3 separate regions of the Mus musculus genome follow, and all the other regions are linked to region 3. A link is a contact called in public HiChIP or PLAC-seq data. All regions are on one chromosome and are shown on one strand. The core of a region is the stretch at or near the end of the contact, and the rest is flanking DNA. Distances in the headings are between cores, read along the strand shown. Region 1 has its middle 66 kb from the start of Gm36579. Region 2 overlaps Gm3704 (predicted gene 3704). Region 3 holds the start of Rfc3 (replication factor C (activator 1) 3).

Evidence for each region. HiChIP or PLAC-seq counts read pairs in DNA pulled down with a chosen protein or histone mark.
Region 1: a contact with region 3 is called in an H3K4me3 HiChIP or PLAC-seq map of the 230-238 cell line, with 20 read pairs. The contact joins the enhancer-like site here to the promoter of Rfc3 in region 3. A contact is called at or near these places in 6 of 39 promoter capture datasets (the C10 cell line, the HPC-7 cell line, embryonic stem cells and 1 more), 1 of 484 Hi-C or Micro-C datasets (nephron progenitors) and 2 of 115 datasets of contacts at active chromatin or transcription factors (both in the 230-238 cell line).
Region 2: an H3K4me3 HiChIP or PLAC-seq map of neural progenitor cells shows a contact between it and region 3, with 16 read pairs. The contact joins the enhancer-like site here to the promoter of Rfc3 in region 3. A contact is called at or near these places in 3 of 39 promoter capture datasets (3T3-L1-derived adipocytes, embryonic stem cells and liver), 2 of 15 datasets of contacts at CTCF or cohesin (CD8 T cells and the NIH/3T3 cell line), 1 of 484 Hi-C or Micro-C datasets (nephron progenitors), 6 of 115 datasets of contacts at active chromatin or transcription factors (effector CD8 T cells, embryonic stem cells, neural progenitor cells and 1 more) and 3 of 9 other capture datasets (adipose tissue, embryonic stem cells and liver).

The regions. Positions count from the first base shown.
Region 1 is chr5:151,480,929-151,483,628 of GRCm38.p6, forward strand. No RefSeq gene overlaps it. Among named protein-coding and RNA genes, the nearest start is that of Gm36579, 66 kb to the left of the region's middle. Within about 2 kb of position 1,358, at least 1 of the 459 cell types and tissues checked has an H3K27ac peak or open chromatin away from gene starts, as enhancers often do. A contact at or near this core is called in the 230-238 cell line, where this site is marked.
Region 2 is chr5:151,421,574-151,424,273 of GRCm38.p6, forward strand. The region is part of intron 1 of Gm3704 (predicted gene 3704); the gene reads left to right. Gm36579 (a long non-coding RNA gene) reads left to right here. Exons shown (of 3, transcript XR_003956030.1): 3 at 1,455-1,878. It also overlaps a transcript of Stard13 not described here. Among named protein-coding and RNA genes, the nearest start is that of Gm36579, 6.5 kb to the left of the region's middle. Within about 2 kb of position 1,393, at least 19 of the 459 cell types and tissues checked have an H3K27ac peak or open chromatin away from gene starts, as enhancers often do. A contact at or near this core is called in 3T3-L1-derived adipocytes, adipose tissue and neural progenitor cells, where this site is marked.
Region 3 is chr5:151,649,874-151,652,573 of GRCm38.p6, forward strand. Rfc3 (replication factor C (activator 1) 3) reads right to left here and starts at 1,335. Exons shown (of 9, transcript NM_027009.2): 1 at 1,193-1,335; 2 at 1-136. The coding sequence starts at 1,279.

The sequences.
Region 1 (2,700 bases), core at 108-2,607, 170 kb before region 3:
CCAATAACTGAACTAAGTTATATTAACCATGTAAAGTACTAGTAAGTATAAAGACGAATGACATAACAAAGATAGAAACAAGCAAGTGAGTTCAAATGGAACATGATGCAAGCCTACACAGGAGAACTTGGACAGAGGATGAAAAAACAGCAATACAAATGAAAGATTCTGTACTCCAACAGATTCTGAGAGAGGGCAAGGACAGATAGAAATACTGAAAATAAAAAAGACAAAACTTCCAACAAATCTTAGGACACAGTGTGCCCAACAGACCTGATTAACTAGGAGGTAGAAGACCAGTCATTACGGATGTGATTTTCCATACACTACCTTAAAATTTCAATGGAAAATAAATAAGTCATAACTAAGATCACAGTTCCCAATCAGATACTTTAAAGAGACCAAAGAAACATGTGGGGTAAAAGAGACTTAGATATGTAGTAAAGCCATGGGGACATTCAACGTCATTTTAGCATCAACACTTTTACTGTGTAGAAAGAAGCAGACATTCAAACATAAGATGTAAAGATGCTCAAATTAACATGAACAGAAGGAACATCTCCTTGACAGATTGATTCTATGACTTAAGTATATATATGCCTGACCATTGACTCACAGATGATGCTGACACGAAGTTTCTGGTTTCCTTATTTGATCTCTACGTGATGTAAATATAAAGAATAGGAAAGAAATTTCCTATAGATGCACAGTGAAAGAGGTAAGTTTAACATTCAGTCTCACATTTCTGTGTATATGTTTCGTTACTGACAAAGGAATTACACGTGCATCGCTGAGTATTACTGCTGTGTAGACAGAACACCCTTAGCACATTCACCCAGGTACTTACAGAGTATTTTCCAATAGTAAATCTGGATATTTCCAAATAAATTCCTGGATTTCTTTGGGTCCTTCTTCTGTGATAAAAATGGGAATGAATGCACCTAGAATTATGTCTGCCTGCATGTGGGTGCTGGGCTTCCAGAACTCAAAACAGATCTTGCGAGTCATCTCCACTGGTATAAACAAAGATTGCAGGAGCAAGAAAAGACAATTCAAAGGAAAGTACATATTAGAGTCTTTACCACACAGAGACAATGCCCTGTATCTAGGCTGAGCCAAGGAAATTACTGTCTTAGGATATGGAACAGGCTCAGACCACAACAATGTCAGAGAAGACTTTGTGTGCTACAGCTGCTTCCTACTGTTGTTTCAGGCTTTCAGTCTGTGCACAGCCTGTGGTTCTCATGACAGACAAGGACACAGGCAGAAGCAAAATTCAGACAACTGTAAGTAAGTCACAGTGCTGAGATTGTCCTGTAAATGTTACCAGTGTCCCTGAATACGCTGGGTTTTGTGATTTTATTTTCCTCTCATGCATGTGCTCTGGGGATTTCATAACCCTGAGATTCTGCACCTGCATCCTCTATGCTGATGAAAAACATGTTTGGTCCTTCCTTCTTCCCCCACCTTTATGATTTTTTAATGGTCCACAGTGACTTTGGAGAGCACCATTGCCTGAGAGAACATTGTAGGGCATAACATATCAGTTTATTTGTTTTAGACTGCTGTTTTGAAAGATAGTTTGAACAGGTGATTTTTAAAAAGCCACACATAGGCTCCTCAAGGCTTGCACTTAAAATATTTCATACAGTGATTTTCTAAGAGGTTAAAATTGTAATGTCAATTTCTAGTGTCTGCCATTTAGAAGTATAGTAAACTTGTATTTATCTCGACTCCCTGGTCTGTTCTTTTCTCCTTATAGCAGTAAATATAAAGATGTAAAATGAGTAAGGATAGACCAGATCAGTAAACATGATCAGTTAGTTTCCCAGTCATCTATTTATAGAGTTAAGGTTCATAAGTTTTAATGTCATCATCTAGATTCTGTTATTAGTTTATCCTGGTCCAGCCAGTCCCCAATTTCATTTTTAATAAATCACAACTAAATAAATAATACTTCATTTTTATCTTTCTTCCTTTTTCATGTAAGGCCACTTATCAGGAGCGTTCTTGATATAAATTTATGGTGTTATTATATATTACAGATAATTATAATGTAGTTTAGGATATATCTAATGTATATGTGACATATATGACAAAAATTTATGAAAATGTAGGCAATGAATTTTCAAAATAGTGAAGAGAAACACCCTTTGGGAGGAAAGGGGAGACAGAAAGAGGAAGAGAAAGAGATATAATTATCATTCCAAATAAATAAAAAATACACATATAAATAGATGTCTCCTGGGTATTACCTTACAAAATTTTGGTTTTTGGAATCCTTAAAATATATACAGAGTACTTTTTCAAGTGAACAGTATCTGTTTGTCTTAGTCAGGGTTTCTATTCCTGCACAAACATCATGACCAAGAAACAAGTTGGGGAGGAAAGGGTTTATTCGGCTTACATTCCATACTGCTGTTTATCACCAAGGAAGTCAGGACCTGATGCAGAGGCCATGGAGGGATGTTCTTTACTGGCTTGCTTCCCCTGGCTTGCTCAGTCTGCTCTCTTATAGAACCAAGACTACCAGTCCAGAGATGGTTCCACTCACAAGGGGCCTTTCCCCTTTGATCACTAATTGAGAAAATGCCTAACAGTTGTATCTCATGGAGGCATTTCCTTAACTGAAGCTCCTTTCTCTGTGGTAACTCCAGCTGTGTCAAGTTGACACAAAACTAGCCAGTACACTGTTATTAT
Region 2 (2,700 bases), core at 143-2,642, 230 kb before region 3:
GTGCAAATAAACATTTAGGCAGGTAGTTTTGGAGCTGTAACTGACTTATCATCCAACTGTTGTTGAACTCCTAAGGCACCATCCTCTTTGAGGTTCACTAAAAGCCAGGAAGAATAATATTATCCTTTAAAAATCATTGGCTTGTTGCAAGGTACCCCTTAATTTCAGATGTGAAAACAAGAGCCTGAAAACTAAATTAGCTAAAGACACGTTTTCTTATGATCCAGTACAAAATTATTCTGCTTAACAGATACTAAGTTATTGTCACTGTGAAATACTTTGGACTGAGTTGCTTTTACTCTACATTTAAAAAAAAAAAAAAAAAAAAAGATGCCTTAGGAAAAATGGAAGTGCCAGAATCAAGTCCTAAGGATTTTTATTCAGGACACAAACTGAAGCATTCCTAGGTGAAAGAGGCTGTCCCGGACTCACTTCTTAGGGAATCTGGTGGTGGGCGTTGAGGGAGAACATGGGCGGGGAGTTGGAAAGTGTCCAGGCTGCGTTGCATTTGGACAAGTGCTTGTTTTGCTACTCTCTTAAAGGCTCAAGGGTGGGAGAATGCCTTCATACTAGTGACAGAGCTTCAGAGGATAAGGCTGGGCTCTCATGCAGTCGGTGTCAGCATGCCGCCCAGGGTTACAGTGTCCAGAGAGACACTGATGAACGTGTTTGCTGGGACTGTGGGTGAAAGAGGATGCTCACAAGTGGTTCTTACTCTTCCCTTTGAATGGTAGCATTTTATAATTGCATTCAGTCCTAAAGGTCGTGCTCTCCTTTAAGTCAGTATTCACTTAGTTTAGTGAGTGAAGAGTGTTAGAAGAGGAGACAGTTAAAACCAGTCACACTAGGAAGTGAGTTCCAGGGCGTAGATATCCACATAAGCCCAGGCTAAGTCACAACTAGGCACCATCTTTCTCTGGTTACTCCCTATAAGCAACAGTGGAAATCCCACTGGTCCAGTAGTCAGTGTAAGTCAGCAGCCATCTCTAGCCAGTGGCCAGCAGATAAAGAGGTTGGCAAAAGGTGCACAGATGCAGGGAGTGAACAAACCCTTGTAGAAACAAACCAAAACTGACCCCTCTGCACAGGGAGAGTCAACAGCAGGGCAAGCCATAGAGAGTGGCTTCAATTCCCTCCAGGGTCCTTAATCCACATCATATTTCTGTAGCTTCTGCTGCTGCCTGAGCTCAGCTGTTGTGAAGCAGGGCATCTCTGAGAGCACCACTGGGCCTCTGACATGCCCAGCCTACAGCTTTTACCCCATCTGGAACCTTGCCCATGCTCTTTGCCATAGTATGAAAAACATTTTTCACATGGTCCTTTCCCTGAATAGTTCTGACTTGCTAACCATTCCTGGTTACAAAATCTAATCACTGTTCTTTGCATGTATAGAGATTCAAAGATTACTCCTGCCCTGGCAGGCCGACTCATACTGTGCTCGTATTTACCCACAGATGCCTCGGCAATACTTAGTCAAAAGAACTTCCGGCGCGAGACCTCATCTGGGTTGGAAAACATTTAGGTTTCAGTGTTATGAGGGAACCACAGCTTGCCATGCGTTCTTTCAAGCAGTAAAAGACAACTTGGGTCTGGGACTGTGGCACAGGCTTTGCTTGGCATGAGTTCTGACATGCAGCATATCCCACCCAATCCCTGTGTTTCTGACAATGTCACCAACACTCATGCTGAACTTCACTGAGGCATTCTCTACAGCTGCTTTTCTACTGACAGGACGCAGTAAACAATCTTTTTCTCTGTTACAGCTTGTGAAGATAGTCTGTTCCGATCTATCTGGATTTTCATCTTGGTTACAAGTGGATGTATTTTTAAAATTTTAATCTCTGGGTATTTATTAAACATATATATCCAAGGCACTTATAGATTTGCATCTTTTGTTTTGTTTTGTTTGTTTGTTTGTTTGTTTGTTTTTAGACAGGGTTTCTCTGTGTAGCCCTGGCTGTCCTGGAACTCACTCTCTAGACCAGGCTGGCTTGAACTCAGAAATCTGCCTGCCTCTGCCTCCCAAGAGCTGGGATCAAAGGCTTACGCTACCACCCCCTGGCTAGATTTGCATCTTAAGGAAGAATTAAAAATAGAATTTTGTTACAAGTCACCTCACCTCTCCGGAGTTGCTATTCGCACCCCCTGCATGCACTGAGCAGCTCCCCAATAATATCAGAATGGAGCTAATGTGCTATGCAAGTTCAAGTGTTATGTCTATTGCATTTCCTTAATTTACTGTTTTCTACTAGTTTGGCCAGAATTATTTTAATAAAAGCAATTTTAGCCGGGCGTGGTGGCGCACGCCTTTAATTCCAGCACTTGGGGGCAGAGGCAGGCAGATTTCTGAGTTTGAGGCCAGCCTGGTCTACAGAGTGAGTTCCAGGACAGCCAGGGCTACACAGAGAAACCCTGTCTCGAAAAAAAAAGCAATTTTAGCTAATAATAATTATTATTAATATTATAATAAAATCATGATTATCATCTGGTTAAAATTGGATGGTGCCATCTAGTGCCTTTAAAACGTTGGCATTTTTTGGTATAATACTAGAGAATGATTAACAGTTTGGCACTATTATGCCTGCTTTTCTTTTTATTTAAAACTTTAAAAAGATTTACTTACTTCATTTTATATGCATCAGTATTTTGCCTGCATGCATGTCTGTATACCATGTACATACCTGGTGTCAGTAAAGGCAA
Region 3 (2,700 bases), core at 85-2,584:
TGATAGTCTGATGCTCAATTCTCAGTTTTTCCACCCCGATACCATAAAGTTCACGTAGAATACACATAATTCTTGTCTTTTTTCCAGCACCTGATGGTCCATATACTAAGAGGTGAGGAAAGTCTCCACACTGCACCTAAGGAAAAAAAGAACAAGACATTATATCTTAGTTAAACTGGGTGAACTAAGTTAAACAAACCACTTTTAAAGTTCCAAGATATTCTGTTTACCATCCAGCTCCAACAGAAAATGTACCAAACTCTGGACACTAATTTAATCTAATTTACATGCACTAAATGCTTAAAAGTAGGCACTCCCTAAGTAAGCTATCTGAAGGGCCCGTTTGAAACTAAGGGATGACAGAAGGCGAACCCAATCTCTGTAACTAAGACAGATGCTTGTCTGGCCCGGGCTCCCCATAATGGTCCTCTTGCTCAGAAGCAGGTGCGCTGATTTCCTTGTAAGTTCACTTGGAAGAGACAGAAGAACTTCACACTAGATCAAGGTTGATCAATGCTATGGAAAAGACAGCAGTAACAGAGTGCCATCAAACGAAAGAGTACTATTAACATGGGGTCTTGATCTTGCCACCGGGAAACTGAACATTAAAGCTTTTGCAAGGAAAACCGGCACGTGTATTAACGAAGCATAATATTCTATTTCAAATTAGTGCATGCATCACGAACCAAAACCAAAACCAAACCTAAAACATATCTTCCACTTCACCCTCGAGTCTTCCAAAAGCTCTCATATGAACGATCGCGGCACTCGTTAAAATAATCTCTCCTTTTCAGAAAAGCCTTAGCTGTGATTCCGCAGTAACTAAGAACAGGGTCCGGGGCACAGTCACCTCTATCAGCTTCCCACCTAAGCTCTCTGTAGCGGGAGAGCCCATCAGGCATTTGCAGTAACACCGAGGCCCGGGCACACCCCCATCCCCGCCCCCTACCGCCGCTGCTTGCTCCTGATTCTCCACTACACTGGCCTTCTTCTGGTCCCCACACCAAGCCATTGAGGTTCCCGGCAGCAAACACACCGCACTTTGAGGAACGCGTCACTCTGACCCCCTCGCTAGCACCGGGGCGCCCGCCTCCTCCCTCCCTCCCTCCCTTCCCTTCCCTTCCCTTCCCTTCCCTTCCCTTCCCTTCCCTTCCCCGGGCTGTGCAGGAAGCTGCTGAGCAGGGCGGCTCACCAGGTTGCGCAGCTGTGCTGCCTGTTCCTTATGATAGTCCAGCCGGGCAAGGGAGCTCGGCCGGTACTTGTCCACCCAGAGGCTCATGACCGCTCCACAGTCGCACCAGCGGACCCGCCGCTTAGACAGTAGAGTTTTCCCGCGAGCGCGAAAGCGTGCGACGTCACTTCCGGCACCCGGCGACTTCCGGATAGGGAGACTGGGCAATCTCAACCGGGAGTGGAGCAGTCGCTGCAGTTCCCACTTCCACCACTGCACCAACAGTCGCTGGATTTACCGGGCAGTGGCTGCCTCTTTGTTCTCACCCTGTAACATTTTAGAAAACATTCGAAGGAATTAAAGATGTATCTCTGACATTCAGGTTCGTCCAATCTGAGTTCTTAGGGAAGGAAATTCCCTCCATTTCATTCTTTCATTTATTCACTGATTCACAACTTCATTCTAATTAGTGCTACATAATCTGTTATCTTTATTAGTAGAACTGCTTTTCTTTAAAATAATAAACAAACTCCAATATTCAATGAGCATTTGCCTACATGCCTCTGTGAACTATATGTTCTGAACTAGGAAAGTAAAGGAAATAGAAAGTAAAGGAAATCAGAAGCGAAAGTACCCAGAAGCATGACAGACAACGTCCAAAGACAGGTAGTTCATGGTGGATCCTAGGGTATATTCTTTTAATCTAAAAGATTGAAAGAATGTGAAGAGAACATAGAAAAAAAAAAAACCTAGGTTTACTTGTTTTCACAAATACAACACACAGATGCCCCCAATAACATTTAGATCCCCAATAACATTTCGGTGTGTGTCCCAGGCAATATTTGCAATGAAATTAATTTTTATCTGAAATTAGATTTTAATTGGTTGCCCTGTATTTTTTAACTTATAACCATACTTGGAATTCTTCAACTTGTGAGACCTGAGGAAGTGGCTGGGAAGGAAGGATAGAGTCCTCAAATCATAGCCAGAGGGCCAAGGCCAGAGACACAGCTCTGATCTGCTCCCTGCAGTAGCTTCAGAAGTTTCTTTCAGACACCTGAAAGCTTGTTGCTATGGTTAATCTTGGTCATCAGCTTGATGAGATTTGGAATCACTATAGAAACTACTATATAGGTATGTTCCTAGGGGCAATGGAGTAGTGCTGCCTCTGGATTCCAGAGTTTGTAAGCAGAGCAAGGCCTCTCACTACACACCAGCACGAAGCAGGGCACTGAGCCCTTAATCTGGACTGAGGTTGAACAAAAGGTATTTGAAGCTTTAGAAACAGCTCTAGCATTGACTCCAGCCCTAAAACTTCCAGATGTCTCAAAACTTTTTCATCTGTTTGTCCATAAAACAAGACAGAAGGGCTTTTAATCCAAATTTTGGGACCATGGAAACACCCTGTGATGTACCTGTCCAAAGGATTGGACCCTGTAGCCACAAAATGGTCCATCTGTCTAAGCTGTGATAGCTACTGCTAGATTATGTAAGCTAGCTCACAAGCTAAATCTGGGTCTAAATCTTGT